2 separate regions of the Mus musculus genome follow, and region 1 is linked to region 2. A link is a contact called in public HiChIP or PLAC-seq data. All regions are on one chromosome and are shown on one strand. Each heading gives the region's core, a stretch centred on a gene start, on an enhancer-like site or on the middle of the called end of the contact. The rest is flanking DNA. Distances are from core to core; before and after follow the strand shown. Region 1 has its middle 200 kb from the start of Eya1. Region 2 has its middle 11 kb from the start of Gm31195.

Region 1 (3,294 bases), core at 709-3,208, 670 kb after region 2:
AGAGAGAGAGAGAGAGAGAGAGAGAGAGAGAGAAGAAAAGGGAAAAGAAAAAAAAGGAAAAGAAAACAAAAAATCCCAAACCCAAACTGTATAAGAAACTGGAGAACAGCTGGAGAAGTAGAAGCCCACACGTGGTTCTGTAAATTGGGTGGGAGGGGGAGGGGGCGGGGGGAGGGGAGAGAAGTGAAAGTAGGAATGAGGATAGTCTGAGCCTTCCTTATTTTTCCTTTCTAGTATATATTGTTTTAGCTCTTTCCAGCCCCGCTTGTCTGATAAAAGTGGAAACTAGATGACAGTGGTTTCAACACACGGTGTTAAACGTAGCAGCAGCAGCACACTGGAAATGTTTGTGGGATACTTCGGAGGCATCTCAAAGAGAGATGCTGTTGGCAAGGCTGTTCCGATGCGGGAGATAGTTCCCCCAAAGAGATATGAACAGCGCCTTTGTCTAAACTCAAGATTAAAAGATGTGTCTACTTCCTCAAACAGGATATTCGAATTTCATTCATTAATAGTGACTCTCTTCTCTTAAGAAGTAGAGAAAATGAAGATTTTTGGTAGCTTTTTCGTCTTTAAAAACAGGTAGGCGGGGGAGTGGCTTACTTCTGGAAGCTGTGTTGTTTCACTAATTTAATTTTTTAACGAAAGGACATATTTTTGTGAGTCAAAAAGACAAATATTGTCAACAAAGCTGCATTCTTCGATAAGCTAAAATCAAACACACTCCATTGCAAATCTGTGAGACTACTACCCTTTCTATCACACTGAGGGCTTAGGAAAAAAGAAAAAAAATGATTTCCCAACAAAAACAGAGTTTTGTTTTTCTTCTCTGGCATGGCTTCAATTAAGCAAAACATGTCGGCAAAACTGCAGTAAAAACCCTAGGCGATGTAAATACCCAAAGAAATTCAAGGTTGATTATATTTGGGGGTCACTAAAATTTCATTACTATGTATCACTGAAGTAGAGAAGTCAGAGGCCTCAAAGCAGATGAGACCGACCCCCTCACTGTGTGTGTGTGTGTGTGTGTGTGTGTGTGTGTGACAGAGAGAGAGAGAGAGAGAGAGAGAGAGAGAGAGAGAGAGAGAGAGAGATTTCTTCCAGTTAGGAAAAGCAAAACACATGAAATGTAAATGCAAGAGGCATATCTTGGTTTCATTTTTCTAGGGCCAAGTATGTATTTTGGAGATTTTGAAGGCCAGTTGCCAGTTCTTGGATGTATGGGAATAAAACACTCGCACAAATGCCAAATGCTTGCGGTTTATGCAAACAACAGAAAATCCCGGGTTTTGCATTTAGGTAGATAAATGGAGAGATAAAATGACAGAAATCAGTTACAGTTTGTTGTGGATTTATCTCCGCGATAGGATTTTCCCTACGTTTCCAAAACATGTTCATTTACAAACACTTGCTAATAGTCTAAGCACCTGGGACCAGCCATTTCCTTACTTCGCGAGTGTGAAGTTCTTGGGGAGCGGTAACCTAAGAGATGCTGGAAAAGCAATTCCTTGCAGCTAGACCTAAAGACCTAAAGAAGCAGTAAGGTTTCTGGATTTTGCGGGGATGTTTTATGAGAAGAAAAGAGCTGAAGGGACCTGCAGGGCGCCTGAGATGCCACGCCTTGTAGAGTTTTGAATAACACCTTTTCCTCGATTGCTAGGCGGGAAAAGGAGGGGACTCTTAGGTGGAAGAAATGAGGGCGATTTGGGTGCTTCATCTGGTCCAGTGAAGAAGGCAAATCAGGAAACCCTTATGACTCTGGCCCATCCTTTATGGAACTGGTCGGCAGTGAGCACTGCACACTGAGCAGCTAGCTGCCTGCTGCGCGGGTCACAGCCGCCTCAGTGGCCCTCCTGCTCGCCCTCTGTACTCTCGAGCTTCCGAGACCCGGACACCAGCCCGCTCCCGGCGGCGTCTATTACGAGCAGCTGCTTCTGCTTAGCCCAGCGAGGATCAGTTGGCCCCAGCCCACCGCCTCTCCTCGGCTTCGGCTCCTCCCTCCCCTCTCTACCTTCCCCGCCTCTACCCCGTGCACCGCGGTGGCTGCCGCAGGTCAACGCGGTGTCGCAGCCACCCGCCTGGGTTCACAGACCCTGGATGGGGTGCGGGGCGGGGCGGGGCGGGAGATAGGGGCGGGGGCAAGGGGAGGGAGAGGGAATCGGGAGACTACAGATGGGCGCTACCCAGGAGGATCCCGAGGCCTCAGGAAAAAGGGCAGTTGGGAGCAGACGCCTGAAGAGGCCCGGGACATCGGACTCTGCAAGTCACCTGCGGCGCCCGGGAGCGTGGGCTCCGGAGAAAGGCCCGTGGTGTGCAGGTGTGGGGAAGTTTCCCCGCAAGTGCGAGGCACGTCGAGGCGCTCCACGACCATCTAGGGCACTGTCGTCTAGAGGTCCTCTCCTTGGTCCAGTAACCCCGCTGGCAGCCGTCGCTAGAGACTTAGAAGGAAACAGTAGCTGCGGGTCCCAAAGGTTCGGATGGGAGTTAGGCAGGAAGTCAAATCTGCAGCTACTGGCGGTGTGGGCAGAGGAGTGGGCTCTGGGGTTGTCCCAGCAGAAGCTGACAAAAGTCCTCTCTCTTAGTGCTGGAGAGAGTGAGTACTTGAGTCTCCGGAGTCTCTGGAGAGTGCTTTACTCAGGGTGTCCACAGACCTGGCTCCCTTGCTAGGTGCAAAGACTTGGTTTGAAACCTAAGATGCACTATGATGATGAGGAGCTCTTTCAGACAGCAGTAGAGTCTGGTGGTAGGCATGAGGTTAAGATAAGCTCGCACAGTTTTGTTTTGCCTTCTGTCGTGAAGAGTCATAGCATCTGGCCTGTCCAGACGTGACCAAAGCGCCTGTCCGACCCTGAGCTGAGCACTGGGTGCTCCTAGCAACAAAGGCAAAGGGGATGTCAAATCCCAGAGAAAAGGGAACCGGGCTATGTAGGCATCAGGGTCATCTGGCCACGTTAAGGTTTTTATGTCTTTTGTATACAATAATTTCTGGCGCAGTGAGAGCCACCAGGAAACTGTTTAAAGAGAAAACAGCCAGCCAGGCAGTCCCAAACTCAGAATTTTACGTACAATTTTGCAGTTGTAAGCCTGAGGGCATTTTAGTGTCAGAGTCCAATGACGTTAAAACCTTTCTTCCCTGAACTCACTGGCTTAGGTCTTTATTCTGCAGTTGTGGTCCATATCATTTTTTTTTAATTGTCAAAAATGGGCAGAGAATCACAGTGAATGGAGTCCTCCATGCTCCTTTGCTGTTATGTTCTTGTTTTTAGTTTTTACTGTCGTCGTCGTCATCATCAT
Region 2 (3,086 bases), core at 500-2,999:
TGTGTTTGTGTGTGTGTGCATGTGGGTCTATATGGGGTGTTTATGTTTGTGTGTACTCTGTGTTTGGGCTTTGTGTGTGTGTGTGTGTGTGTGTGTGTGTGTCTATGTGCATGCTCTCTCTGTGTGTCTGTGCTCTGTGTTCATACATGTTTCTTGTGCTCCTTCCTTCCTTCCTTCCTTCCTTCCTTCCTTCCTTCCTTCCTCCTTTCCTCTCCCCTCTCTTTCCTCCTGCCTTTGTATTCTAAACACAGAGAAAAAGATGGTGGAGAATGGACGGGTGAGGAGGTGGGAAAGTCTGTGAGGTGATGAGGGAGGGCAAACAATGAGTAAAATAGATTGTATGAAACGTTATTTCCAATAAAACTTAAAAACAAAATCCAACCAAATAAAAAGCAGTAGGTAGAGATATCATGCAAACAATAGCTAAGCTGGGGAGTTCACTTCCTATCCTCTGGGGTTCCTCTACCTGATGCATGTCCTAGACTCAGCCACAAAACACAAGTTCCATCCATGGCTCTCCAAACCCACAGGTCCACAGAGCTTACCTAGTCTTCGGGGCAGAGGCCATGGGATAAGATTTTTAAAGGGGCATTCAGATTCATTTGTTCTTTTGTATGTGTAGTATATACGGTCTATTGACCTCCACAGGGTTATCAACCCAGATATCTCAGATGGTGGGTCCCTGCTGATGAGGCCATTGATTCCCGGGTATCTTAGGGATAATTACCTGTTATGGTAATTATGGTGGTGACATTTTCCTGACAGGAAAAAGATAAGACATTCATTCACTCTCTTTTCCTAGAGATTATGAGGGTAGTATTATTGTGAATGAAGGGGCTCTGATAAACACATTTAAAACAACAAAACAACAGCAACCAGCAGCCAACTAATTTCCTGCACAAGTAAAGTTTCTTTATGCAACGGAGACATCACATACACAGACACATCGTATGCAGTTCCTGAAACCCCCGACAAGATGTTCACAGGGACAGAGGGAGCTCTCAGCTCTTGCCTTGTGTGGCACCTGACAACCAGTAGTGAAAAATGAGCAATTATTAGCATTTGTCAACCCTCAGGTTCTATGGTAGGAAAGAGGAAGCGGCAGCAATCACACTCAATTTGCATCTCTCCTGATGTCAGTCTTTGTGAGAACTGACGGAACATCAGAAGAAAATGGAAAAGGCTTACAGATGTGCAGCGAGCTATGACAGCAAGACTGCCAACATGGCGCACGGATCGACTAGTGATTAAGATATCAAGAGTGATCCCCACAGCTTGCTGACAGCTGGTTCAATTGTTTGCACCTGTTTCCCCCCATTACACATGTGTCTGGAATGGATTACTCTGGCCTGTGCCAGACACATTTCACCTTCCCTCACAGAGTCATGGTCCAGCAGCCTCACAGCAGGGACCAGACAGCTCTTAGAATCACGTAAGCAAGATAGTGTATTTTGAAGATGGTTCTATGTATCAGAGCCTACAAGCTATAGTTTTAAGTGTTAACGGCAGTGTGTGAATGCTGCTTGCTTCTCTCATGAGTCAGGGTGGAGTGTGAGGCCTCCCAGTCTTGCTTAGGCCTTGCATAGTCTGTTATCACAGCACGGCATCCTTCCAGGCATTTTGAATCAGGATAGGACACATTAAAAATTAATTGAGATTAAACCATGGCCCCAACCTCCCTGAACTGGAGTGTTTACCATAATGGCCCTGTCACATCAGAGGCAAGTCTGCTATGCAGCTGACGTAGCTTCAGATTCCAACTTTGTGGTATAGAGCCCTCCCAGGTTCTGAGAGCTGCATTGCTCAAGGGGTTTCCAAACAGAACCTGCTGTCTCCTGCTTGTCTCCTGTCCTTTCAAGTCTGTGTTTGGTTTGTTTGTAGTCTGGCTCTCCAGAAAACAGAAAGCACGGGATATTTGCTAAGTTCTATGACTGATTTTCTCTGTTGATTCTAAACTGCCAGTGGGGTAAGAACTGGTTCACAAACGTCCTAAGTATATAACACTGGCTCTTGAAAGCTGGTATAAGCTGGCTCTAGCATATCCCAGATTCTCCCATAAGAGTTCATGAACTGGCCTCTTTGTTTTGGCTTCATTTATAATTATTAATCATATAATTGTAACTATAGTTCAGACTTTCATTTTCTCATCTTCACCCATCCCCATGACTACCCTGAACACTTTGCCTGTCTTCCTGCCTGGTAGAGCACAGTATAATCAGAGCACCAGCAGATTTGCTTCCAGAAATGCACATTTACTGCGCGTGAGCCTCTCTCTGGCTCTAACGCTCCGCTGGCTTCTAATCCCTCCAGGAGTAAAGTATCCATCCCTGAACTTACTCTCTGGCTCCTTCACATTTTGGAGCTCACCTCCCTCTGGCCTCATCTCCTCCATAACACAAAGGCCTCCCGATGGACTTGGCACTGTTCAAATACACAGAAGGCAGGCACCCCTCTCCTGCTGGGCCTCTCCATCCCCTGCTCCACACGGGAAGTTCATACATCTGTCTAAACACTGTTCCGCTTTGTAGACTTTAGAAAGGCTTTCTGCATTATGTTGTTCCAAGGGTATTTTCTGGAGAGTCTGAATCCATAAAAGTTTACTTAAAGGCGAGAGAAGAGCAGAACAAAACATCTCCAGATACAGCAGTGCATCTTCATAATGCACCAATACCCTGGTCAGAGGATTGCTCTGTGTGAGACTGCTTCATGGCTACACTAACTCACTATGGCAGGTTTATGAGATCCAAGCTTGACTGTGTGCACTACTAAGCTGAGAGTATAAAAATTTAGCTATAGGTTTTCAGCCCTGATCAGCCTTAGGAGGCCATCTTGTTAAAATGTTCTTGCATGGCCGCACTGATAAACTGTATCCCATTATTATATTGAAAAAATGTAATGTGAAAACAGAATGGGAAATTATTTTTTTCATTTCCATTTTTACACTCATCTAATTTTGTGTCTGGACTTTCTCAATATTGGGGAGCCTTTTTCTTTTCTAATACCTTGACCCTTTCTTCTCCCTCTTATCATTCGCCTCAATTCTCTTTGTATTTTCATTTATTTAATCATGATTCTCCTCTGATTTT

What was found. HiChIP or PLAC-seq counts read pairs in DNA pulled down with a chosen protein or histone mark.
Region 1: a contact with region 2 is called in an H3K4me3 HiChIP or PLAC-seq map of craniofacial prominence, with 4 times the contacts expected there. The contact joins two enhancer-like sites. A contact is called at or near these places in 5 of 115 datasets of contacts at active chromatin or transcription factors (craniofacial prominence, embryonic hindbrain, embryonic midbrain and 2 more) and 1 of 9 other capture datasets (embryonic stem cells).

The regions. Positions count from the first base shown.
Region 1 is chr1:14,504,718-14,508,011 of GRCm38.p6, forward strand. No RefSeq gene overlaps it. Among named protein-coding and RNA genes, the nearest start is that of Eya1, 200 kb to the left of the region's middle. Within about 2 kb of position 1,959, at least 96 of the 459 cell types and tissues checked have an H3K27ac peak or open chromatin away from gene starts, as enhancers often do. A contact at or near this core is called in craniofacial prominence, where this site is marked.
Region 2 is chr1:13,833,907-13,836,992 of GRCm38.p6, forward strand. No RefSeq gene overlaps it. Among named protein-coding and RNA genes, the nearest start is that of Gm31195, 11 kb to the right of the region's middle. Within about 2 kb of position 1,750, at least 8 of the 459 cell types and tissues checked have an H3K27ac peak or open chromatin away from gene starts, as enhancers often do. A contact at or near this core is called in craniofacial prominence, where this site is marked.